6 separate regions of the Mus musculus genome follow, and regions 2, 3, 4, 5 and 6 are each linked to region 1. Evidence: chromatin contacts called from public HiChIP or PLAC-seq and promoter capture Hi-C data. All regions are on one chromosome and are shown on one strand. The core of a region is the stretch at or near the end of the contact, and the rest is flanking DNA. Distances in the headings are between cores, read along the strand shown. Region 1 holds the start of Pwp1 (PWP1 homolog, endonuclein). Region 2 holds the start of Ric8b (RIC8 guanine nucleotide exchange factor B). Region 3 holds the start of Nt5dc3 (5'-nucleotidase domain containing 3). Region 4 holds the start of Tmem263 (transmembrane protein 263). Region 5 holds the start of Cry1 (cryptochrome 1 (photolyase-like)). Region 6 overlaps Syn3 (synapsin III).

Region 1 (3,897 bases), core at 618-3,117:
GTGAGTCAGTACCTTTAAGGCACATAACAAGAAGGCAGTGGGGGTGGGGGGTGGGGTGGAACACATGCCTTTAATCCCAGGGGAGGCAGAGGCAGGCGGATCTCTCTGAGTTCAAGGCTACCTGGTCTACAGAGTGAGTTACAGAACAGCTACACAGAAAAAACCCTGTCTGGAGAAAAGACCAGACCAGACCAGACCAGACCTAACACTTCTGTATTAAGCTTGTAAAGGCCAACACTAGTTGGGTATTGTTTATTTACTTAAGCCCGCAGTGTGGGTTGGCCATAATGGCAACACTCCACATGAAGGTAAATCAACGGCTCAGTTTCTACTAAAGAGCCTCCAGATCTTCAGTGGCTCACACCTATAACTCTAGTATTTAGGAGGCTGACACGGGAGGATTGCCATAAGTCTGAGGCCACAGCGGGCTACAGAGTGAGACCTGGTCTCCAAAACAACAACAAAAAACGTTGAGATAACAAGAATCTCCCTGAGAATGACATTCAATTCTGCCTGAGAAAGATCCAGAAATTAAAGACTGAAAAACTCCGGGGAAGGCCGGAGGTCAGTCGGTAAAGCTTTTGTTGAGCAAGCATGTGGATCTAAGTTCCATCCCAGAAGCCACTCAAAAGCTGGGTGTAGTGTAGGGGACACCTGTAATCCCAGCACTAGGGACTACAGAGACGAGAATTTCTGGTGCCTTGGCCAGCCACTCTATCTCGATTGACTAACGCTGGGTTCAATCAGACAGCGCACACATACACAAACACATGAACATGGGCATACATACATACACATACACACACACAAAGGTATTTGTATTGCTTGGGGTTGGGGCATGACAACTAGGGATTTTTAAGACTCTCTTAATACTTCGAAAGCTGTGTATGGCCCTTTTAAAATGAAAACAATTTTCTTTTGGAGAATTTTTAATAAGGCAAGTGTTGTCCCTATCCTATAAATATACACTGCTTGCTTGCTGTTGGCAAAACACCAGAGAAAACAGTGACTAAACACTACCTGCACTCTGGTAGAATTTACACCTATAAGGAGTATTTCCATCCCTCACCGCATGTAAATTCATGTCGAGGCCACTCCCACGTCTATCACATATCGAGTTGTCACTACTCAGACAATTACACCCATAGCAACCCCTTCACTTCTTTTAGGACACTTACAACCCCTGACATCCCGAAAGTCAAGAACAGGGCTTTGCCCTATATCGCTCCAACATATCCCGGAACTCCAGGCTCCGCTTGGCTTGCAGAAAACACTGTGTAATGAACAAAACCGCCTGAGTAACCGGCTTCCTTTGCCACGGTCTCCAGCTTTTGTACAACTTCCTTCATACTGTGTTACACTGACACCTTGTTCTCTCTGCCCCATAACGTTTTATCCGGATCACCGTAAGAAACTCGTAACAAGCAAACACCCCCGCCCCTTCCCAGTGCACAAAAAGTCCACGTGTTCGTGCATCTCAGGGATGGGATCGGGGTTCCCGCTCCGGGCAGGGAAGGGGCGCGCGGTCTCTGCTCGCCCGGGTCACCGGAGCCACACCTCACATGGCTACAGTCCCGGCCAACCTGGCAGGTCCCATCGCGTGGCTCCTGCTGGGCGCGTGCTGCCCCAGACGGGGCCGAGCCCACGGCCATGCCGTGGCATCTCCCCATACACAGGCCTCACCTTGTCTGGAGTCTCTTTGGCCACGCCGCGGCGGACCCAGGCCACGCAGGTCACTTGGCGGCTGCGGTTCATGATCTTCGGTTTGAACCCGGCGCAGGTTGGAGCCCTGGGAGCTGGGAGACACTACTCTTGAGCTCCGCGGAGGGGAACAACGCGCAGGCGCGGGCGCTCGCTGACGTCACTCGCAGGCGCCAAGGGGAAGGGGAGGGGAATTTGCATGAGATGGGCGGGGCCGTATGCAAATCTACGACTGCTTCCTGTGGAGTTTCTATCTCCTTCCTCCTATTCTTCCATAAGAGTTCCCAAGCTCCATCCACTGTTTGGCTGTGTCTGTATCTGTCTGAATCAGCTACTGGGGGGAGCCTCTCAGAGAACAATATGCTTCTGTCTGCAAGCATAGCAGAGTTTCATTAATAGTGTTAGGGATTGGTGCTTGCCCACTGGACGGGTCTCAAGTTGAAATGGTTATTGGTTGGCCATTCACTCAGTCTCTGCTCCCTCCCCTATGCCAGCATTTCTTGTAGACAGGATAAATTTTGAGTTGAAAGTTTTGTGGGTGGGTTGGTGTCTCTATTGGAGTTCCATTCTGGATACAGGAGATGGCCTCTTCAGGTTCCACATCCCCAATGAGAGTCACAGCTAAGGTCACCCCCCACTGATTCTTGGGAGCCTCCCTTATCCCAGGCCTTTGTCTCGTCCTGGAGATGCAGGTTTCCCCCCACTTTGCAGATTTCCATTCATTTTCATGGCCATATAGCTATCTCTCCTGTTCTTCTCCATGCCTGATCCTGAATCCCCCATTTCCCCTCTCTCCCAGTTCCCTCCCTCCATCAGCCTCTTATGACTATTTTATTCCCTCTTCTAAGTGAGATTCAAGCTTCCTTGATTGAGTCTTCCTTCTTGTTTAGTTTCTTTGGTTCTGTGAAGTGGACCATGGTACCTGTATTTTATGGACAATATCCACTTATCACTGAGTACACACCATGCATGCCCTTTTGGGACTGGGTTATCTCACTCAGGATGATATTCTCAAGTTCCATCTATTTGCCTGCAAAGTTCATGATGCCTTAGGTTTTAATAGTTGAATAGTATTCCATTGTGTAGATGTACCATGCCTTTATCCATTCTTCAGGTGAGGGATATCTAGGTTGTTTCCTGTTTCTGGCTATTACAAATAAAACTGTTATGAACATTGATGAACAAGCATCTTTGTGGGATGATGGAACATCTCTTGAGTACATGCCCAGAAGTGGTATGGCTGGGTCTTGAGTTTTCTGAGAAACTGCCAAGTTGATTTCCAAAGTGATTGTATAAGTTTGTACTCCCACCAGCAATAAAGACTGCTCCCCTTGCTCCACATCCTCACCAGCATATGCTATCTCATGAGTTTTTTTTTTTTATCTTAGACATTCTGATGGATGTAAGGTGGAACCTTAGAGTTGTTTTGATTTGCATTTCCCTGATGATTAAGGACTTTGAACATTTCTTGAAGTGCTTCCCTGCCATTTGAGATTCCTCTGAGAATTCTCTGTTTAGCTCTGTACGCCATTTTTTAATTGGGTTATTTGGATTGCTGGTGTCTGCCTTCTTGAGTTCTTTGCAAATTTTGGATACTAGCCCTTTGTCAGATGTATGGTTGGTGAAGATCCTTTCCCAATTTGTCCTAATAACAATGTCCTTTGCCTTACAGAAGCTTTGTAGTTTCATGAGGTCCCATTTATCCATTCTTGATCTTAGAATCTGAGCCATTAGCATTCTGTCCAGGAAATTGTCTCCTATACCAATGTGTTCAAGGGTATTTCTCACTCTCTTCTATGAGACTTCTTAGTGTATCCGATTTTATGTTGAGATGCTCTTTCAAGATCCCTAAAAAATGGTATTAGAATTTTGGTGGGATTGCATTGAATCTGTAGATTGCTTTTGCTAAGATGACCATTTTCACTATCCTACCAATCCATGAGCATGGGAGATCTTTCCATCTTTTGTTATCTTCTTCAATTTCTTTCTTCAGGGACTTGAAGTTCTTGCCATAAAGGTCTTTAGCTTGCTTGGTTACAGTTACACCAAGATATTTTATATCATTCGTGGCTATTGTAAAGAGTGTTGTTTCCGGAGGGCAGTCATGTGAGTGCTCTATAGCCTAGTAATAGTGTCAGACCTTGGGACCTCCCCTTGAGCTGGATCCTACTTTGGGCCTGTCACTGTACCTTCTTT
Region 2 (3,897 bases), core at 415-2,914, 950 kb after region 1:
ACAGTCCGTGCATTCTACCTAAGAATGTATCACAGCAAAAAAAAGGCACTAGACTTAGAGTTGGAGAGCTAGACTCAACTCTCAGTCTTATTTTTCATTGGGTATGTGACTTTGGGAAGACATTATTATCCTGAGTGTTACTCTCTGTGAAATGAGGAATATCCTCCTCACTGTCCTCACTAGATTGCTGGGAAGATTAAGTGGGTATGAAGGTTCTTTTAAAACAAGAAGTATGTCTCTTCTGGAGGTATTTTCTACTAAGCGCAGAAATGGGCATACAGGCAGTTCACTGATACAAAATATATGAGAGCGGAGTAGTAGGCACAGAAGAGAAGGTCCACAGGGGCATACAGCCATGTTTCTTTCAGAGAGGGCTGATAAATAGGCAGGGGAAAGGAACAGTAAGGTACCTGTTAGGTATATGGTGTAACTTGGTGATGGATGGGTCTTCAGAGAAGAGAGTCATACAAGTCTCCCAAACAGCCTAAAGGTGTTAGGTAGGCTACTTATTAAAGCAAACATGAGAAACTGCTGAAAGGAAAAGGAAGATCTAATGGTACTTGGAGAGAGAGCTCCTCCAGAGATGAAAGTGGTATTAATAATAAGATACCGATCACTGTAGCAAAAGACCAGTGAATGGATAGTTTGAAAACCTAGGTGGGAAGGCTCTGGCTCCCAGGAATGACCTTGGGCTAGTTACTTAGCCCATCTGGAGGCTCCATTGCAAAACACAGATAATACCTCACAGGATTGCTGTCAAGATTAAATGAGATAATGAACAGAAAAGCTGTTAATGCGATACAAATAACAGGTATTATTAGGAGTTGGATTTTCTACCCACTTGCAACATATGTCCATGACCTTGGGGCGTGATTTCAGTTCTTTGCACCTCGGTTTCCTCATCTATGAAATGGGAAGGTTGATACCATCTACTTTATAAGCACTTGGAGGATATCAAAGGAGATCACATAAAAGACATCAATGCCTGGTAAACCATACAATGGTACAGGTACACAAAGACCTGCCATCGTTGCTGATATGTTTTGTGCATGACAAGGGCCGTGTTTATGCAGAGAAGCATGTATTTTCACACTATACAGGTGAGAAAGCCTCGCATGCATTTTATGCATCCAGGAACGGGGCACTGGGCAGCCGCGCATCTACAGATTCTGGGGGTGTGCCTTGCACGTTTAGGAAGAAGACCACAGGACAGGCTGCTGGGCCAGAAATCGGAGTGGGCATTATAGTGGAGGCAATGGGTAGATGCAGGATGAACGAGTGGGAAAGGCTGGGGGCACAAACACGCATGCCCAAGCCGGAAACGTTTTCGGGGGAGAGCAATGCGCATCCCCGGAATGAGGGGGATGGGGAGGATGCGAAGTGCAAGCCCCGAAGGCGGCCCGGGGGGAGGGGGGACAAGACAGCGAACGCCCGGGGCCAGAGTTCTTTACCTTGTCGCTGTAATCCCTCAGGACCCGCTCGATAGCCCCCGCCTCGCCGGCCCGGACGATGTAGAGGGCGCGCTCTTCATCCATGGCCGCAGGTGCGGGGGAGCCGCAGCCGCTGTGCGCGCCCCAGCCGCTGCCTCCCAGGTAAACGCCTCGCGCCCCCGCTACCTCGCTCCTTCCCAGCTTCCTTCCTTCCCTCCTTCCCTCCCTCCCTCCAGCCTCCAACCCGCCAGCCTCCGCCCGGGCAGGCCCTACGTCACCGCCCCTCAACTTTCACCCCGCGACGTCACCGCTCCCCCAGCAACCGGCGCCCGGAGGCCTCCCCTGACAAGGCCCGGGGCTTGGTGGAGGCCTGAGGAGCCACCAGAGACTGAGTCAGGCCCAGGCCCTGCCTACTCCCCTAGGTCTGCCAGCCTTGGGGAAGAGTTGGGCTTCGCAGCGGGCTTCCACGAGCAGAACTGTCTCTCCTAACACTCTATGAATCATTCCCCCATAGCGGACGAGAACTGGCGGGCTGTTCCCCGCCCATCTGCGAGCCTACCGCTTCTACACTACAATTCCCGACATGCAATGGGCTCATCCCACGCTGTCATCTGAGTTATTAGTGAACTGAATAGCATGCCGGAATTGGTAGTCATCCAGTGCAAAAGACTTCCCTCTTTCCAGAGGGCATGCTGGAAAATGTAGTTCCCTAAAGGCCGGAAACCAGAATCCTGCGACCGCTGGAGGCCAGAGGCGGAGGGACCCTTCGTTGGTGGGAGGGTCTAAACTGGGGTTTAACTGGGTTTTTTGTTTTTGGGTTTTTTTTTTTTTTTTTTTGGTTTTTATTTTTTTCTTTTTTCTGACCTGCACTTAGACGCGGCTGGTTGGACTTACTGACGATGGCGAAACGGCCGACCCTTGGTAGTGGCTGTCAGCGCCAGGTTGAGTTCCCTCTATGCTCAGTTAGCGGTTTCCGTCTCTGGAATGCTCACCCTCCTCACCCGGTTGCAGTCCTGTTATGCACTAGGCTACAGCAACATGGGAAATTGAACACAGTTCTTTGTGGAACCCTAAGGAATCACAACAGATAAAGAAATTTGGAGAGATCTATATATCTATATAGATATTATTTGGAGATAGATTATTAGATTATGTATATATAATTTTATATTATATGTATGTATATGTGTGTGTGTGTGTATGTACATATATACATATATATTTTATTTCTATTTTCCAGATGAAGAAATTGAAGCTCAGAATTAATGAGGCATACCTGGGATTTGAACCCAGGGAAATTAGCTCTGCACTTAGTAATTGAGAAAGTTGAGATTTGAATCCAGGTCGTTCCCAAAGATGTAAATATCACACAACCAGAGTATCCATGGAGTCAGTGGTGATGGAGGCACATATTCTCCAAGTGTTAGTTCTGTGCCAGCCACTTACATTTCATCTGGGTTCACTCAACATCTCAAAAAATTAAATATTTGAGAATTTGTGCATTGCTGGGCATTATCCAATACAGTGTGGATACAGTGGCTCCCAAAACAAGTCCCAACCTTACTGGGTGGTCTGTTCTTGTGGACATCACCATGAACAGCCCTGCTGTTCTTGTTTTAAAATGAGCAGTCTTGAAAATTTAAAATGCATAGTTTTTATATTAAGTTTGGACCTGGAGCCTGTTCTGCACTCCCAGGCTCTCTCATAGAGAATAGATGAATTCTGCAAGAAATTTCCAAGCGTTTTACCCTCAAGTAATCATCCTTGTTGCCTTCCCCGTGGGCCTCTTAAGCTTTGCTGAAGAGGAAGGAGAGATGTACAAGTGTTTACTCATCTTCTTGGGTTTCTGTTACCCTGTAGTAGATCTGGGGAGATTTAAACAGTGTAGACGCCGAGCCCATGGAGCTTGGATTTTCTGATGATTATACTTTTCATGAAGCCAGTATTTTATTGACCATGCAGCTGAACAGTCATTGAAGAGCAGGAGACGATTGTGGTTTTGTTTGTTGTTATTGAAACAGATGCTGAAGCCAATCAGTAAAGAGAGAGATTCGTTTGGTTCTGTCCATGGCTCCTTGGTGTTATTCCCTGTGACCAGAGTGTACCTCATGGCTCCCTGACAGGGCATAGTAGAAAAACCTGCTCACTCCATGGCAGCTGGAAGGCAAAGATCCAGGAAAGAGCGAGGGCCCGATATTCCCTCCAATAGCAATAGCACGCTGCTGTGGACCTAACTCTCTCTGCTTAAGTAAAGGTCTCACCACTTCCCAACAGTATCATGGATTGGGGACCAAGCCTTAAACAAATGGGCCCAGACATTCCAGATCCGAAGTATGTAAAAAGATGAATAATTTATCTGTAATAAATTAGGTCAGAAAGATTTTAATATGACTCTCAAAAGAGAATACTTCTAAGAAAGGTCCTGTAAACTACAACCCGAATATTAAAATATCTAGCAATTCTTTAG
Region 3 (3,897 bases), core at 764-3,263, 910 kb before region 1:
TTCCTACCCCCACCCCACAGACACACTCCACAGTGTAACTCCCTAAAATATACATTTTTTTTGTATGTTAGATGAATGGTACTCTTCTTTTTATTGTTAAGTATTGTTCCATAGTAGGTACATACCAAAACACTGAGTCATTTAACCATAGCTCACTCCTCAAGAGGACATGTGTGAATTGTCCCAATCCCACAGCCAAATGGGTTTAAATATTGTATAGGGGTTTCTGTATTTCATTCTCTCCATACATGTCAGTAAAGTTTTTAACCAAAAATACAGAATAGCCTGGCATAGTGGCACACACCTTTAATCCCAGGATTCCAGGAGAGAGACATGAGATCTCTCTGAGTTCGAGGCCACCCAGGTCTACAGAGTGAGTTCCAGGACTACAGAGAAAAATCCTGTCTTAAAAAAAACAAAAAACAAAAACAAAAAAAACCAAAACAAAACAAAACAAAAGAAAAGAAAAACAAAAGACAGGAGTAGTGAGTGGTTCGTGTCTATAACTCCAGCACTTGAAAGACTGAGGCAGGAGGATTGCTTCAAGTTTAAGGTTACCTTAAAACCCTGTCTCAAAAAGACCAAAAAGAAAGAGGAAACTAAGCAAGAGAGAAGAGCTGACAGGGCCCTGACAGGACACACGTTTGCCTGGAATGGTGGTTCCCGCCCGCCTGGAAGGATAGAACACACAGGAGACTCATGACTTTAAGGCCTGGAATACACAACCCATCTCAAAACACTTGCCTGGCCAAAACCAATAAGCCACTCTTTCAAAGAAGTCTCCATTGCTTACACCTCGGAATGTGTTGTGAAGATATTCCAGGTGGGTTTTGTTTCACTTGAACAGGCATGTGGCCAAAGATGCAAATGGAAATCCTACAAAAACGTTCCCTCACCAACCCCCTTCCTCATGTAGCACCCTCCCCAAACCACCCCCTCCCCAAATCCCAGTGTCCTCTGACAGCTTCAGTGTCTGTGCTTCACTGGCCCTTTACTCCAGGTTCCAAACGTTTGACTGCAAGAAGCACAAAGCAACACACAGGACAATGGATTCCCGACCCTGAGTCAAAATCAGTTTTTGCTTAGGCCCCTTGCTCGCCCTTCCCGTCTACATAATGGACATGACCCCCTCCTCCGGAGGCTATGGGCGATTCAGAGTCGACATCAATACCTGATACTATTATAATCTGGTTCCTCTTTCCATTCCTTCTCCGATTCCCTAACCGCCCAGCCAAGCTCTTTCTCAGTTCACCTGACCACAAGTATTCCTCTTCTCCTCGCAGAGGGCGGTGGATAACCAGACCACCCTCCCCTTTCAAACAGCACATTTTATCTACTCCACCCTGCAAAAGGGAGACCGGCTCATCCTCCTGACCCAGTCGCCTGCGCTGGAGCCTGTCTAGGACAGCGCGGCAGCAAGCTGGGCTGCTACTACCATTCCCAGGGTGAATGACACCTAACGGTGTTTGGGGGAATGTCTTCCTACCGACGCCCTTGGAACTCTCGCAGCGGCCCAGAGCACTTGCGATGTACACTCCAGATTTAACAATCCCCAGGTATGAAATAGCTTCCCCGGCGGGGGAAAGCCAAAAAAGAGTTGCGAAGTTTTAGAGTCGCCTTCCCCGCGGGGGCCGCGCGACAGAGGCAGGGTGCGGGGGACCCGAGGGGTCCTCGAGTGGGCGGCGCAAGCTGGGACACGCACTCACCGTCCGTGCTCCTCTTCGCCTCGTGGTAGCGCGCCCACAGGTAGCTTTTCATGTCCACGGCAGCCGGGGCAGCCGGGGCAGAGCACAGGCGCCGAGCGCAGCCCGAGCGCGGTCGTTCTCGAGCCACGGCCCCGCCGCAACTCCGCAGCCCTGCCGCCGCCCTCGCCCCGGCCCCGCGGGCCGCCGCTGCCACCGTGGCCATGCTGCCTCTAAGCTGCCAGTGGCACGGATGGCCAGCGTCGCGAGGCTCCGGGACGCACGCCGGCAGTTCCTACGTCTGAGCAAGTGCCGGCGCGGCCCAAGAACCACCCACGGTGGGGCGGAGCCGGGGGCGAGGCTGGGGAGGTGGGCGGGTTCTAGAGGGAAGCAGGAGGCGGGGTCAAGGATTAGGCTAGGAGCTGCGGGATGGGTGGGGCCTGAGCTGGGTCAGGGGCGGGGCCTGGTTGGAAAGAGGAATGCCCCGGCTGAGTAAAGAATAGGGTCTAGAGAGAGAATGAGTTGGACCATCTCGATTGCGTCAGAGGCAGAGTCAGGGACCGAACCTGGGGAGACAGAGCCGGGGGCCTAGGCCAGTTAGAGGCTGGGTCAGGTGTGGGCCTGTGGAAATGGAGTGGGACGGAGTCTGGGTTGAGTCAAAGGCGGAGTCAAGGGCGAGGCCTTAGAGAAAGCGGGTTGGGCGTGGCCGGAGCTGCCAGGGCTCAGCGCCCGGTCGGCTGCGGTCACTTCCTGACCCGCGAGGCAGGAGGGGGCGGAGGGTGGTTGAAGTCACACGGGCTAGGATGACTCATCTCCGACCCTATCGCTGCCAGCAAGACTCTGCTCTACCTTCCTCTTGCCTTCCGTGGCGGGCCCCAATTCTGATTGCACTGATGAGTGTACGCACTATCCATCTCTGATCCCAGTCTCTGGAATGCGACCCACTCCGTGTCAAAGGCTTCTGCAGGTATCTCCTGGATCTCAGGTGCCTCTCTGAGACTGCCCTGAGGCTGAGCTTGGGCCTATCCAAGAGTTGCCCTTTAAAGAGTTGCTGGGCCGAGATTACACTCGAGGTCTAAAGTCGTCTGCAAGATCCTGCCCCTGAAGACTCCCGATAAATGTAAATTTCCTTAACAGTGCAGGCCTCTGGAAAGCCGGGTTCCCACCTCCAGAGAGGTCCTCCGGACATGATTAGCAGTCTCCTGCCCACGCTGGCAGCACGCTTGGTACCTGTTCCACTCACTTGCTTAACTGCACTTATTCCATGCCGCTCCTGCGGGACTTTCTATCACCAATTCAAGACCTACCTGAGAAACACTGGGCCCCAAGAAATTCCCAAAGTATCCCATGGTGACCACTGAGTAGGGGGGGGCGGTTATAGTGGGAATGGCTAGAATAATGAGAGGACAGACAAGGCACAGTGTGAGACAACCCCAAGCATTAGCGACTCAAGTTGTGGGCTGGAAGAGTCAGATGTTTTTGTGGAAGGTGATGACACTGGAGCTAGTCCCTGACTGATAATGAAAACCATTAATAGAAAGCTGGCTGTATATTTTATCGCATACACTCTTCCCAGCTGTCTTAAAAGGAACGTACCGCGTCTCTCCTTTAAACACAATGAAACCGAGGCACAACAGAGGTGAGATTGCTTGCCTATCGTCACAGAGCTGAGTCCCCTCTTCTGTTGGGTGGTAGGGAGGACGGTAGCTAGAAAGTAATCCTTAACTGTTACAGGTTAATGTTTTATGGATCAGTGATAAAATTGGAGGACAATAAAATGTGCAAATCGATATGCTATCAAATCCATGGGCTCTGGTCATTAAAAGCTTCCTTTATGACTTGAGGACATTTCACTTCCTATCTTTTCTTATTTTTACTAATAAAAAGTTTTGGTGATAACAATCATCAATTTTACTTAGGTGAATTTTTAAGTCAAAATATACTATAGAATTTTTTTTTAAATTACGATTGGTAAGAGTGCTTCTATATATTCTCTTAGACTATAGGACCCTGTGGAATCACGATTGTTGTACTTACCATAGAAACGTGGATCACTTGAAACCCACCCTTTGTAACTAAAACCAGATACAGCGTTATAAGAGAGTAAGAAAACTGAATCCCCAGACCTGGATAGTGACCACTCCTGCAGAGTTAAAAGAAAATATCTGATGAAAGAATCCAAAATAGGTGCTAGGGACCTGGCGTAGTCTGTTAA
Region 4 (3,897 bases), core at 939-3,438, 770 kb after region 1:
GCCAACTAAATTAACAGCAAATAGACTACAAGAAAAGCACTGAGTTTGGCAACAAAGAAAAATTTATCAATGAAAGTTTTAAAATCCCACACGGCCGGGCAGTGGTGGTGCTCGCCTTTAATCCCACCACTTGGGAGGCAGAGGCAGGCGGATTTCAGAGTTCGAGGCTAGCCAGGTCTACAAAGTGAGTTCCAGGACAGCCAGGGCTACACAGAAAAAAACAAAACAAACAAACAAACAAAAAATCCCACACAAAGTGACAAATAATCGAGACTGTCAAAATAGTTTTAAGTATTTTTCTTAAAGAAACATGAAATAGGATTAAAATATTCTGCCAAGCCAGAAAACCAGTACTTCTGTCATCCTCACTAAAATACACTTAATTTGTTCAATAGATGCTGCCATTCCTACTTTGTGCCACATCTTGTTGAGACAATGAGTGAACATAAAGACCGTACTCTTAATTGTATGTCATCTGGTCCAGTAGCATCAGAATGTAGGAAAAGGGTAAAGACTCAAGGACGGAAACGGGAAAGTCAAGATTTTCCCCGAATATAAACATATATATATCAAACACTTTTGAATTTATATGTTAAAATCAATTAAACTTTTCGAATGATGTTTTCATTGAACTTTTTTCGAATGATGCTTTCATTGAACTTAGTTTCTGGTATAAGTGCTGCTATACAAAAAAAAATGAAAGTGAAAAATGAAAGCAGATGTGTATTAAGCGTTGCTAAAGCAAGAATGGAAACATACTTACCTGTTAGTGTGATAGCCCTTGAGCGGCAACAACTAGAAGTTTTAAGCACTAACCAATAGCAGATACAAATACCCACAATGTTTCCTTTTGGATTAGTAGCGTTCACAAGATACAAAAGACACAATCAAGTAAGATTTCGCTTCCTAGTCTAGGTGTTTCTAACTCTTCCCAGCAGCCCTAGCTCCCCCTCATTGATCCACCTTTAGGCACAAGCAAGTCTTTTTTTTTTTCCCCTGAGCAGAGCAGTGACGTGGCAGGAGAGGCAGAAAATGACCCTAGAGGCTGGTGCTGGCTTGGACACCTCCTTCCTCCGCCCCTTCGTTGTCCATCCAGCACACCCTAGTTCCTGCGGAATTCCAATATAAGACGGGCTTAAGAGAGACGATCCAACTTGATCCCGAGTGGCAGCTCCGGGGCTAGACTAGATGCTGCTTGTGCATGGCAGGCTCGGTTTTGGATTGAGCTTGGGGTCGGCAGTGACTGCACTGGCGGCTGCTCCAGGACTCCTTCCCCCCTGCTCCCCAGTCACTCCTTGACACTGCCAGCGCCCCTCTTCATTCCCACACCTGCGGGCTTAGAACAGGCGTGGGAGTGGAGTTCCCGATTTAGGAAGAGCAGCGGGAATCTCCGCTTGGAGCCAAGCCCTGTGTACTTGAACCCACCGGGACCGTTTATCAACAGGTCAGAAGTTAAGTGGGGCAAGGAAGCTGGGCTCCTCCTCGGATGCCCCATCTCCTCCTCCGCACCAGCCTGACACTCAAGGCAAGAGGTCAGACCCAGGCTTCCAGAGCGACTCCCTTCAACTGCAGACACCGCGTCCACAAACTCGTGGACCCACTGGGGTAACCCCATACCTCCGTACGCCCCCCAACGACTCCCGCCCATCCCCCTCCCGTTCAGTGTCCCCCCGCAAAGGGCCAGGCTGGAGCGGCCAGGCCCCGGGGTCGTGCAGGTGAGGTGCAGATGAGGCTAACGGGAAAGGGCCCGGAGTGCGGCCACTCAGGCCGACGACACCCTCCCGCCCCCGCCCCAGCCATGGGACACACTCACTCACCGCGGGGTCGAGGCCGGGAGCTGCGGCCGGGCGGAGGGAGCGGTGGCACGGAGAACAGCAGAAGCGGCCGGGGCAGCAGAGGCCCTGATGCGGCCCGGGAGTGGCTTACGCGACCTAGATGCTCTTCTCCGGCTCAGAAGTCGGAAGACTCTCGGTGCGAGGTCGGTGCGAGGCGGCGGCGGCGGCAGCGGCGGCTTCTGGCTGCGGACGTGGCGCCTGACGCGACCCGCCCCCTCCGCAGCCTCCGGAGCTCCCGCCTCCTCCCGCGCCTCGGGTTCCGACGCGCACGCGCACTCGCGCCCCCGGCCCTCCGCCCCCCCACCTCCCGCGCCCACCGGTCGCTCGGCGCGCGCAGCCCTCCCAGCAGCCCCCGGCCAGCCTGCGCGCGCGCCTCATCCGGAGGGTCTCCCCGCCCCCTCCGCCCCGGCCACCCAATCAGAGCAGGCGAGGGGGCGCTGCCCCGGCGAGGCGCGCGCCTCCGGCCTCGCCCGAGTCTTCGGCCACTCTCCGGGCTCGAGGGAACTAACGGTTATGGGGGTTTAGAACTTCTCCCCTGAGGAGGGCGGCATGCTCGCCGGTGTCTCCCTCTCCTTCGCCCAGGGGCTTCAACCTTTAGCTGCTGCCCTAAGGGAGTGACGGGCAGGGCCTCTGTCAGTCGCTCTCCCCAGGGCGCTCTGCGAGCCTGTGTCACCGAGTGATAGGGTGAGGCGAGGCCTTGCTAATTTGTGTGGGGTTTTTGTTGTTGTTGTTGGTCCACCTGGAGTCCTTGAGCGTAAACATGTCAGGTTCGCCCTCATCACACAGCGGATGCCCAAGGCCTTTCAGGGGGCCTTGAATTTTGGTAGCGAAAGAAGGTTGGTTCATCGATGTGAGAATTGAACTGGAGAGGGAGGAAAACTGTCACTTCCTAACTAGGGCTTCGTCAGGGCCCCTCCACGTTCTTGCCAGCCTTGGGGGGAGGGGGGATCCCTGGTGGGGTCCTGTAAAGTATTGAGCAGCCTAAGAAGATGCTGTCTGGGAAGTCCTCTGGGTTCAGCGTTGCCTCTGCTTCAGATGGGAAACAGGACAGTGAGCTTCCAAGGGGGCTTGTGATAGCTGCCTAGGAAGGCTGTGAGGAGGAAGCAGAGACGTGACGAAATGGCTACCTGACTAGATAATTGCTATTAGCTTTTCCTTGACTCTCAACATCTTTAAGATAAAAATGACAATAAGTCCACCCTACACTTTTGGGAAAGATAAGAAGAGAGACTGTGGGTGTAAGGGGGCTTTACTGAGAAATTATACCAAAACGTGAGATTTTTTTTCTTTTCACGACCTAGTTATCAAGTGGAAACATACACAGGACAGGGGACCTCAATTTTTAAATGAAAGTAATCAGCGTGGTGTAACTGGATAGCAAGTGTTTATCAAGTCTCAGAAAAGGGATGCTAACAGCAACAACAAAAAATCCTGAGAGGGAGCTAACCTTGGTTCAGTTCTTAAATAGAATGAACTAGAGCTTAACCGTTATCAAATCGATGAATTAAGTCCATTCAGATCACTGTGCTGAAATTATGATAATCTTGTTTTACAGAACTAAAAGAGAATGATGATTAGGAGAGTTTGAACTGTGGTATTAACTGAGTACCAATCTTTTATTGTCATAGACTCCTGAATTCTTAATAGGATTTTAATAGGTGATTTCAAGATTGAACCCTGGGCAAAATTACAATGCAGAACTTTATAACTTTCTTTCCAAATTGACTTACAGTTTTGCTAGTAATTAAGGCTATAATTCAAAGCAGTGGTATATTCTGTTTCATAAACCAATGAAGGTACCAGGGAGCTTTTGGCTCCTTCTGAACCTACAAGTACAGGTAGTCCAGTATTTCTTATAGATCTGACCCCAGTCAGTTCTTGCTGTCTCAGTTTCCTTACCTATAATAATGGAGAGAGGGCCCAGTGGTTAAGAGCACTCACTGCTCTTGCAAAGGTCCTGAGTTCAGTTCCCCACACCCACATGTCAGCTCACAGCTATCTGATGCCATCTTCTTTTTAAAAAGAACAACATCCCATTCAGTTCTAAGCCACTCTTGTCTAT
Region 5 (3,897 bases), core at 527-3,026, 690 kb after region 1:
CTTTTATTTGGGTCTGAAGCTACAGTATGAGGAGACATACTTTAGTAGTTCAAAGGTTAATGTAGATCCCAAAGAGCATTCCTCTATCAGAGGAAAACCCAGCACATATAAAGAATAAGAAACAGATAATAAACTCCACTAGGGGGCTGGGGTTTTGTGGTTAGGTTTGCATGTCATCTCTTTGGAACACACCTGCTTCATTCAATAAGCGGCTGCTATTCTGGCCCTGGATGCACCGGCCTAGGACACCAGGTGTTCCTGAAGCTGAGGCAAGGGGTATCCAAAGCTCACTTTGAGGCTTTCCTGAGCTGCAAAGTGAGTTAAGGGCAGCCTAGATGCTTAATGATATACTGTCTCCATAAATAAATACATAAATAACCCTGGATGAATATATGCACATAGGTGATGCTAGGACTCAGGGATAAGAGCAAAACCAAGAGCCATCTTCAGTTACACAGCAGGTTCAAGGTAAGCCAGGGCTCCGCGAGACCCCGTCTCAACAAAAAGGGCATTGTATGTCTAAGGCATGGCCTGTAGGTTATGGCTAGGAAGTCTGGTAAAGATGCACATGTGGCCCTGTGTTCTCATTAGACTTCAATTGCTTTGATAAAACATCATGAGCAAAAGCAACTTGGCCAGGAAGGAAGGGGTTTGTTGCCGTTTACAGTTAATAATCCATCGTGGGGAGAAGTCAGGGCAGAAATTCAAAGCAGAAACCTGGAGATAGAGGGCTGAAGCAGAAGCCATGGAGGAAAGCCGTTTTGGTTCCCTGTGGCTTCCTCAGCCTGCTTCCATATACAACCCGCCTAGGGCTACCAGCCTAATGGTGGCGCCACACACACTGGTCGGGTCCTTCCACATCACTCATTAATCAAGAAAGTGCCCAGACTTCCCTACAGGCAACCTGATGGAAGTCTTTACTACAATTAAGGTTCCTCTTCCCATTTAACTTCAGTTGAAGAAAAAAAAAAAAAAAAAAAAAAAAAGCAAAGCAAAAAGCCCAAAAACCTAATCAAAATACCTTCTAAACTACACTTCATGTAATAGATTAGAGTTGATAAATTGACGATGTATCTACAGTATTATGAAATGCTGAATATCTGAGATCGGACCTGTCTTCTCCAGAGCTTGGGCAAAGGTGCCCGCCCCAAACAGTAAAAAAGGCTAACGGCGTGATTTCTGCTCCTTTCAGAGCAGGGGACTCCGATTAACACCTGATTGAAGCTGGGTGAGAGGCAGGACTGTGCCTCGGTTGCCTCTCACCCAGCCCAGCAATAACTCTCAGGGCACACGGAACTGGCTTCAGACCTTCCACACAACCCATAGGAAGAGCCCTGGGCGCGCTCCCGCGTCCTAGCCTCTTCTCTTCCACCGCGAGAGCGCAGCGCACGCGCGCCGTGCCCGGCAGAGCGCGCGCCCGCGAGCTCCCCGCAGCCCCGTGCTCATCCGGGTCCCCGCGAGCCTCGGCCAATGGAGGCGGCTCCCGGCCCCGGGAGCAGAACTATGCCTCCTCCCCCTTCTCGCGGCCTGTGGCCCCCGCGAGCGGCCTGGGGCTCAGGAGACCCGCAGAGGCTGCGAGTCCGGATCCCACGCGAGAACTCAGGTCGTGAGCGCCCAGCGATCGCAACCGGTCCCGAAGCACCGGGCGCGGCGGCGCACGCGGGGGTCTGAGCCAGTGTAGTAAACACACTTCAGAAACGTGAGGTGCCGGTGGTCACGTGGGGTGCATGCCGCCCAATGAGAAGCCGGGGGCGGGGCGGAGGCCGCTGACGCGGCGGAGTCACCCGGGCAGCCTCGGGACCGGTGACCGGCAGGCGAGCGTCCCGCGGCCTGGAGCTCTAGCCCGCGCTCTCCGAGCTCGCTGCCCACTCCGGGACGCACAGGCCGCGTCGCGCGGAGGCCGCGTGAGCTCGTGTCCGTTCGTGGAGGCCGCCTCGGGCGCGCCACCGTCTCCTCGCGGGTCGCCTCGGTTGGGCGAGGTTTCCGTGACGAGCCTCCCGGGGCTGCTGCGACCAGCTCGGGCCGTCGTGGCGGCTCGGGCCCCGCGCGCTCGCTTGCGCTCCGGGGGTCTCAGGCCCTGGAAGGTATGCGTGTCCTCCGGACGCTGGGCGCGGGCTCCTGAAGGACGTCGCGCGTGGATCCCGGCGCCTCGGCAGCCTCCATTCATCTGCCAGCTGCGCGCTCGCCACCTCCGCGCCCCGCCTCGGCGTCGCCTCCTCCCGTCCCCTCTCTGCAGCCCTTTCCCCACTCCTCGGGTGAGGAGGTTTTCTTGGAAGCGCAGGTGTCGGTTATGAGCCCGGCTTCCCTCCCTTGAAGCTCTCGGTAGAGGAAGTCGGGGTGACCCGCCGCGCCCCGAGCATGGGGGTGAACGCCGTGCACTGGTTCCGAAAGGGACTCCGGCTCCACGACAACCCCGCCCTGAAGGAGTGCATCCAGGGCGCCGACACCATCCGCTGCGTCTATATCCTCGACCCCTGGTTCGCCGGCTCTTCCAACGTGGGCATCAACAGGTGGCGGTGAGTCCGAAGCGCTTGGGAAATCAATCGATCGCGGTGTGCGCGAGTCGGGTGTCGATGCGTTAGTGTCAGATCTGAGATTTGGTTTTAGTCCAGGGACCGAATTGCCTACATCGTTAAAGAATTGTAGATGTGGTCAATATTAAATAGTACAGACTTAGTAGTAGAGATTATTGACGACCCTGAAACACTTTAGCTTTTACCGGTAAGTTATGTGTCTGTGTTGATGGGAACGCCTTCCCTGATTTGCGAGAAATAACTAGGAGGAGAATTAAACACTCCCAGATCATAATGGCCTTGATATCTTAGGCCTCCGAAAGGGTTGTAATCTTTAATGTTGACGTGTGTGTCTAGGTAACTCATAGTGTGGAGAAAAACCATTCATTTATTATAGCGGGCTCCGGATCCAGCTTTCTTCCCCCTTGAGGTTAGAGGAGGAAAAGCAAGGGAAAGAATTAGCTGGTTTCCCAACTCTCTCTCTCAACTCCTCCTTGTGGTTGACAAGACAAAGCACAGTTTTTCTTTCGAGGCAAAGTATAATCCTTCTAGGGAATTGCGACTGGAAGAAATCCTCCGGACATTTTGTGAGCTGTGCCTGGGAAAACAGGATAGACGATTGTGTGGCGGAATGAAACGAAAGCATTAGTTCAGCAGATAATATTGATAGCTTATGTGCCAGCCGTGTCTTTGGATATGAGGGATAGAGCTGTGAACGAGAAGTCTGCCCTCTTCAGGCATATGTCCAAGAAAAAAATACGTATGTAGTCCTTTTGGAGATGAGACGTGTTGCAAAGAAAAGACGAGGTAAACAGGAATAGGGATGGGGACACAATTTAAAACAATGTTAATTAGCTGGGGATGTAGCTCACTGGAAGTTACCACAGCTAGGATGTGTGGAGAAAGTGGTCGCCGATTTGAAGACATGGGATGCAGCTGTCTAAGGGAAGAACATTCCAGGGAAAGGTCCTGAGGTGAGAATGGGTTTGATCTTTGGAAGGAACAGCCAGCCAGAATGACGAGCAAAACCTCTGGGGGAAAGTACTAGGTGATGAAGTTATAGTTGTAACGGGGGCCAGATTCTAGAGCTTTATGCGCCGTCACTAAGGTCTGTGACTTTACCCCAGGAGAGTGGAAATGACTGCAGTACAAGGGTATTAGCAGAGAAGTGATGTCATCTAACGTAAGTTAGAAAAAAAACCTTCTTTGGTTGGGATTCTGAGAACGTGACTGATCGGGCATTGAAGCTGGATAAGAAGTGTGGACACCGCTTAGGAGACGTTCATTTCCGGGTGCAAGCTTGGAGAATGGCTTGTGTGGATGTGCCGGCAAGTTGGTTGTGGGGTTGAGCGGAACAAAAAGAGCTGTATTATCACAGTCAACA
Region 6 (3,897 bases), core at 560-3,059, 580 kb before region 1:
CTCCAGGCTGAATTAGCCCACCCTTCCACCACTGTCCCCACTCCCAACCCCCGCTCCCCGGCAAGAAGGCAGCAGTCTGTGTGGCCCATCAGGAGACAGACTTCTGACTCTCAGCCAGATAGAGGGATGGACCGCCTGACCCTCACCTCAGCCTGAGACAGCCTGCCAGCCCCAGCAGGAAACATTCCAAAGACTCCTGGGAAGGTGTGGCGTCTTTGAGGCAGGAGCTTCTTGGGTGGCATACAGTGCAGAGCGTTCTTGGTTCTGGGTTGGAATCAAGTCCAAGGCTGTCAGTCCTATAGGTTGGACAACCACACAATGACCCATATAATAAAAGATGTAGATTTGTGAGTTATTGCAACAGTTTGCCAGTAGGTGGCAATAAAGGGTCACAAGGAAGATCTGGATGCAGGGACAAGGGAGACATCTCCATACCTGGCCAACATATAGGAAGCAAAGTCCTGTGCCCTGTCACAGGGTGCTGTCATATGCAGTGACTATTGAGAAACAGCTCACAGACTGGATGTTTAGAGGCAGAGGACAGATCATAACGTATAATTACAAGGCAGGGCAGTACCATAAGGTAGAGGGTATGATGTGCTCACCTGTGGAGGAGGGGCACCCAGCCCAGCCAGGTGGGGTTGCTGCTAAGGAAAACAAGAGAGCAGATAGCACCTATAAGTACTATGGACTTCGAGAAAGAGGAGTCTGGCAAAATAGAGGTGTGAGCCTGTGCAAAAGACCAGAATCATAAAGCAGAGGACGTACTGAAGCATCCCAAGAAGGAGTGTGTGTGTGTGTGTGTGTGTGTGTGTGTGCGCGCGTGCGTGCGTGCGCGCGCGTGCATGCTCGCGTGCATGTGCATGTGTGGTGTGTGTGTGTGTGTGTGTGTGTGTGTGTGTGTGTGGGGTGTGTGGTGTCTATGGAAGCAGCTGTAAATAATGTGGATGTTAATGTAATGTAAATGTGGATTAAGTGGGCCATCTGCTGGCAGAGTCCCCATTAGGAAGGAATTGTACTGAATCTTGAAAATCTGAAACTATGGGAAACTTATGAGACCTTAAATGGCAACTTCTCCATCTACAGGATATGGGTGGCGATCCTGCCCCATTCCCTCTTGGGGGTTGATGAGAAGGTCAAGTACTAGGGAGAAGAACACTGGAATCTGCAGGGGTGCAGAGTGAAGAATGGAGAGAGGAGAGTAACTGAGAACTAGGGAAGAATGGGAATTAAGAGTAAAGACCACGCTGGCCATTGCCATGCTGCTACAGTCTGGATGTGTCCTTATGAGCTGTAGTCATCAAAGAAGGGATGCAAATATTGTATTTAAATGTTTGCTAACTCTAGTCATGGTGGTAGTTCATTTTCAGTGTCATCTTGTCTCAGTGTAGAATCGCCTGAGAGCATCAACCCGGGAACTGACTAGATCAGATTGACCTGTGGACTTGTCTGTAGATGATTGTCCTAATTGTTAATCGGGAAAACCCAGCCAGCTGTGGGATGCACCATTCCCTACAAAAGAGAGCCAGATGAGAGCAAGTAGGCAAAGGTGAATTCATCTTCTCTTGACGCTTGACTATGGACATGCGGGGACTGCTTCAGTTCTTGTCTTGCCTTTCCCAGAATGTTGGGCTGTAACCTGGTGTTATAAGCCAGAAAGCCCTTTCATCTCTCACTTGCTTTTGGATAAGGTCTTGTACCACAGCAACAGAATTGAAATTAGAATACTTATCAACTTTAAATATTAGTCATACGCCTCATAGGCCATTTGCTGTCCCCCCCTCAGGCCCCACAAATACTGTAAGTGGGATGGAATGTGCTGACTCCCTTGTTGAAGACTCGTGATGAAATTCTGCATTGGGTGAGACTAGCTACACACAATTGAAGAGCACCCATGGGAAAGAAACAAAGGGACACCTTACTTTCAGATCATACCAACCATTCCTGTCCCACAAAAGTCCAGCCCCAGTGACATCTTAGCCTGTTAATATTGTAAGAAAAAGTACCACAAATATTGACGCTGTCAGTCAAGGATGCTGGAAGTCTTGGGAGAGGAAGGTACTACTGACGTTGGCTGAGAAGCCATAGGGGCTTGTGAACACAGACAGGGAAGCATTCTAAGAATTTGTAGAAAGAACCCTTTCACAAAAGAAGACTGAGCAAATCGTTCCCTGCTCCAGGGACAAGAATAGAATGAAGAAAGTTCAGAGAAAGTTTGTGAGCATGATGCTTACAGATTATCCATCAGAACTGGGTTGTGTGGCCACACCTAACATCCGGGAGACTCGGGGCTATAGCTTTGTGTGCTAACCTGTGCTAACCTGTGAATGTTTCTGCTGAGGAAAAGGGAGAGAATGAGGGAGGTGGAGGAAAAACACTGCTGCCATCCCTAAGAAGGAAATGCTTACTGCAGTGCCTGGTTCACTGGTGAGTCGGATATGCAAGCTGGCTCTTTAGCATTATGTATGGGAAGGCACCTAATGCTCTACGCACCCTTCTATCCAGACTCTTTCAGGGTTGAGCGAAAGAAAGCAGAGACTCAGAGGAAAATACCTGGAAGCAGGTTACCCTTAAGCATTTAGTCTCTGGGTTTTGCGTTTCCTCCCTGATAGGACAGACATAAAAATGCCTGCCTCGTTTAATGTATACATTAAATGAAAAAGGCCACAGATTCAACCCTATAACTCACTGGTTCATTCATTCATTCATTCATTCATTCATTCATTTATTCATTCAATTAATTGCACTCTTGTGGTGTGTTGCACACTCTTGTAGTGTTTTAAGTACTCTTGTGGGTGCTGGGGATAAAATGATGGGCCACAGACTGGTTGGAGTCCTGTTGTACTTCAGTGGGTTACAAGTGTTAAGCACAGTTACTGATTCTAATCATACTTAGAATCAGCAGTAGGGAAGACAGCTGGTGTCCCAAGGGAGATGATCTACATTTACGGTCAGGAGAAGGTTCCCTATGGAGGAAAGTGGGCGAATGGGAGGGATCAAGCAATAAGATTGGAGGGTCAGCAGGGAAAGGGAGGGAGGTCATAAGTGCTGTATTTTATGAAAAGATAAGGAGAGAGGGAATATGTTTGGTGGAGATGCAGTCAGGTGTGGGAGAAGGAGGTGCCTCTGCGGAACCATGCTGAGGCATCCCTTCCCCCTGAGGAACCAGCCACGATAGAATAGTTTATTCAGGGCATGGGGATGGAAGTTGTGAGGGTAGTAGGGACAGAGAAGGAGAGAGAGGGGGGGAGAGAGAGAGAGAGAGAGAGAGAGAGAGAGAGAGAGAGAGAGAGAGAGAGAGAGAGGAAGAAGAAGAAGAAGAGGAGGAGGAGGAGGAGGAGGAGAGGCCAGCCATAAGCACATGGAAAAGGAGGGGGAAGGGGAATGGAGGGAGAGGGGGAGCAGAAGCAAATGGACAGAACAGGAGCAAGAGGGCAAGAGAGAGTGGAGGGGCAAGGAGCCCCTTTTATAGTGAGTCAGGCATGCTTGGCTGTTGCCAGGTAACTGTGGGGCGGAGCCTAGACAAAATGCCAACAACAAGAATATTGTCTACTCCTTTACCTCCATTGGTGGTTGGTGGAAGAGAGTTGTAGAAGGGTGAGTGGCCAGATGAAAAGGCTATTGGTTAACAGATAGACAGACAAATACATAACGCGAAGATAAGAAAACAGGTCAGTGAGTCCTTGATGTAGTACATGTGTATAATTTAATAAAAGAACACCAAATCAATACTGCATCATTTATGTTTTCCTTGTCTCGTTGAGTCTTTCAAATAGCTCCTAGACACAGGGAGCATGGCTTTCATTTAGAGGCTGCAGTAGAGGCAGAGGAGGCCAAGTCACTGGACAGAACCAGAACTCGAGTCTCCTGTCTTCCTATCCACTCTTCCTCCTCTCC

Evidence for each region. Promoter capture Hi-C pulls out the DNA fragments that hold promoters and counts their contacts. HiChIP or PLAC-seq counts read pairs in DNA pulled down with a chosen protein or histone mark.
Region 2: a promoter capture Hi-C map of pre-B cells shows a contact between it and region 1, with 3 times the contacts expected there. The contact joins the promoter of Ric8b here to the promoter of Pwp1 in region 1. A contact is called at or near these places in 2 of 39 promoter capture datasets (cranial neural crest and pre-B cells).
Region 3: a promoter capture Hi-C map of pre-B cells shows a contact between it and region 1, with 5 times the contacts expected there. The contact joins the promoter of Nt5dc3 here to the promoter of Pwp1 in region 1. A contact is called at or near these places in 8 of 39 promoter capture datasets (the 3T3-L1 cell line, the C10 cell line, the HPC-7 cell line and 3 more) and 2 of 9 other capture datasets (adipose tissue and liver).
Region 4: a contact with region 1 is called in a promoter capture Hi-C map of second pharyngeal arch cranial neural crest. The contact joins the promoter of Tmem263 here to the promoter of Pwp1 in region 1. A contact is called at or near these places in 19 of 39 promoter capture datasets (the 3T3-L1 cell line, 3T3-L1-derived adipocytes, the C10 cell line and 12 more) and 2 of 115 datasets of contacts at active chromatin or transcription factors (extraembryonic endoderm stem cells and pancreatic cancer cells).
Region 5: a contact with region 1 is called in an H3K4me3 HiChIP or PLAC-seq map of forebrain, with 7 times the contacts expected there. The contact joins the promoter of Cry1 here to the promoter of Pwp1 in region 1. A contact is called at or near these places in 7 of 39 promoter capture datasets (the 3T3-L1 cell line, cranial neural crest, embryonic stem cells and 2 more), 2 of 15 datasets of contacts at CTCF or cohesin (the NIH/3T3 cell line and large pre-B cells), 14 of 115 datasets of contacts at active chromatin or transcription factors (the 230-238 cell line, bone marrow-derived macrophages, differentiating embryonic stem cells and 9 more) and 1 of 9 other capture datasets (liver).
Region 6: an H3K27ac HiChIP or PLAC-seq map of the NIH/3T3 cell line shows a contact between it and region 1, with 5 times the contacts expected there. The contact joins the enhancer-like site here to the promoter of Pwp1 in region 1. A contact is called at or near these places in 5 of 115 datasets of contacts at active chromatin or transcription factors (the NIH/3T3 cell line, bone marrow-derived macrophages, cardiomyocytes and 2 more) and 1 of 9 other capture datasets (embryonic stem cells).

The regions. Positions count from the first base shown.
Region 1 is chr10:85,869,801-85,873,697 of GRCm38.p6, reverse strand. Pwp1 (PWP1 homolog, endonuclein) reads right to left here and starts at 1,867. Exons shown (of 15, transcript NM_133993.3): 1 at 1,684-1,867. The coding sequence starts at 1,755.
Region 2 is chr10:84,915,380-84,919,276 of GRCm38.p6, reverse strand. It overlaps Ric8b (RIC8 guanine nucleotide exchange factor B), which reads right to left and starts at 1,664. Exons shown (of 10, transcript NM_183172.2): 1 at 1,452-1,664. The coding sequence starts at 1,535.
Region 3 is chr10:86,777,121-86,781,017 of GRCm38.p6, reverse strand. It overlaps Nt5dc3 (5'-nucleotidase domain containing 3), which reads right to left and starts at 2,013. Exons shown (of 14, transcript NM_175331.3): 1 at 1,707-2,013. The coding sequence starts at 1,908.
Region 4 is chr10:85,100,918-85,104,814 of GRCm38.p6, reverse strand. Tmem263 (transmembrane protein 263) reads right to left here and starts at 2,188. Exons shown (of 3, transcript NM_001013028.2): 1 at 1,818-2,188. Fhl4 (four and a half LIM domains 4) reads left to right here and starts at 2,320. Exons shown (of 2, transcript NM_010214.4): 1 at 2,320-2,519.
Region 5 is chr10:85,182,933-85,186,829 of GRCm38.p6, reverse strand. It overlaps Cry1 (cryptochrome 1 (photolyase-like)), which reads left to right and starts at 1,776. Exons shown (of 13, transcript NM_007771.3): 1 at 1,776-2,516. The coding sequence starts at 2,359.
Region 6 is chr10:86,449,068-86,452,964 of GRCm38.p6, reverse strand. All of the region lies in intron 2 of Syn3 (synapsin III), which reads left to right. Among named protein-coding and RNA genes, the nearest start is that of Syn3, 48 kb to the left of the region's middle. Within about 2 kb of position 1,809, at least 28 of the 459 cell types and tissues checked have an H3K27ac peak or open chromatin away from gene starts, as enhancers often do. A contact at or near this core is called in the NIH/3T3 cell line, where this site is marked.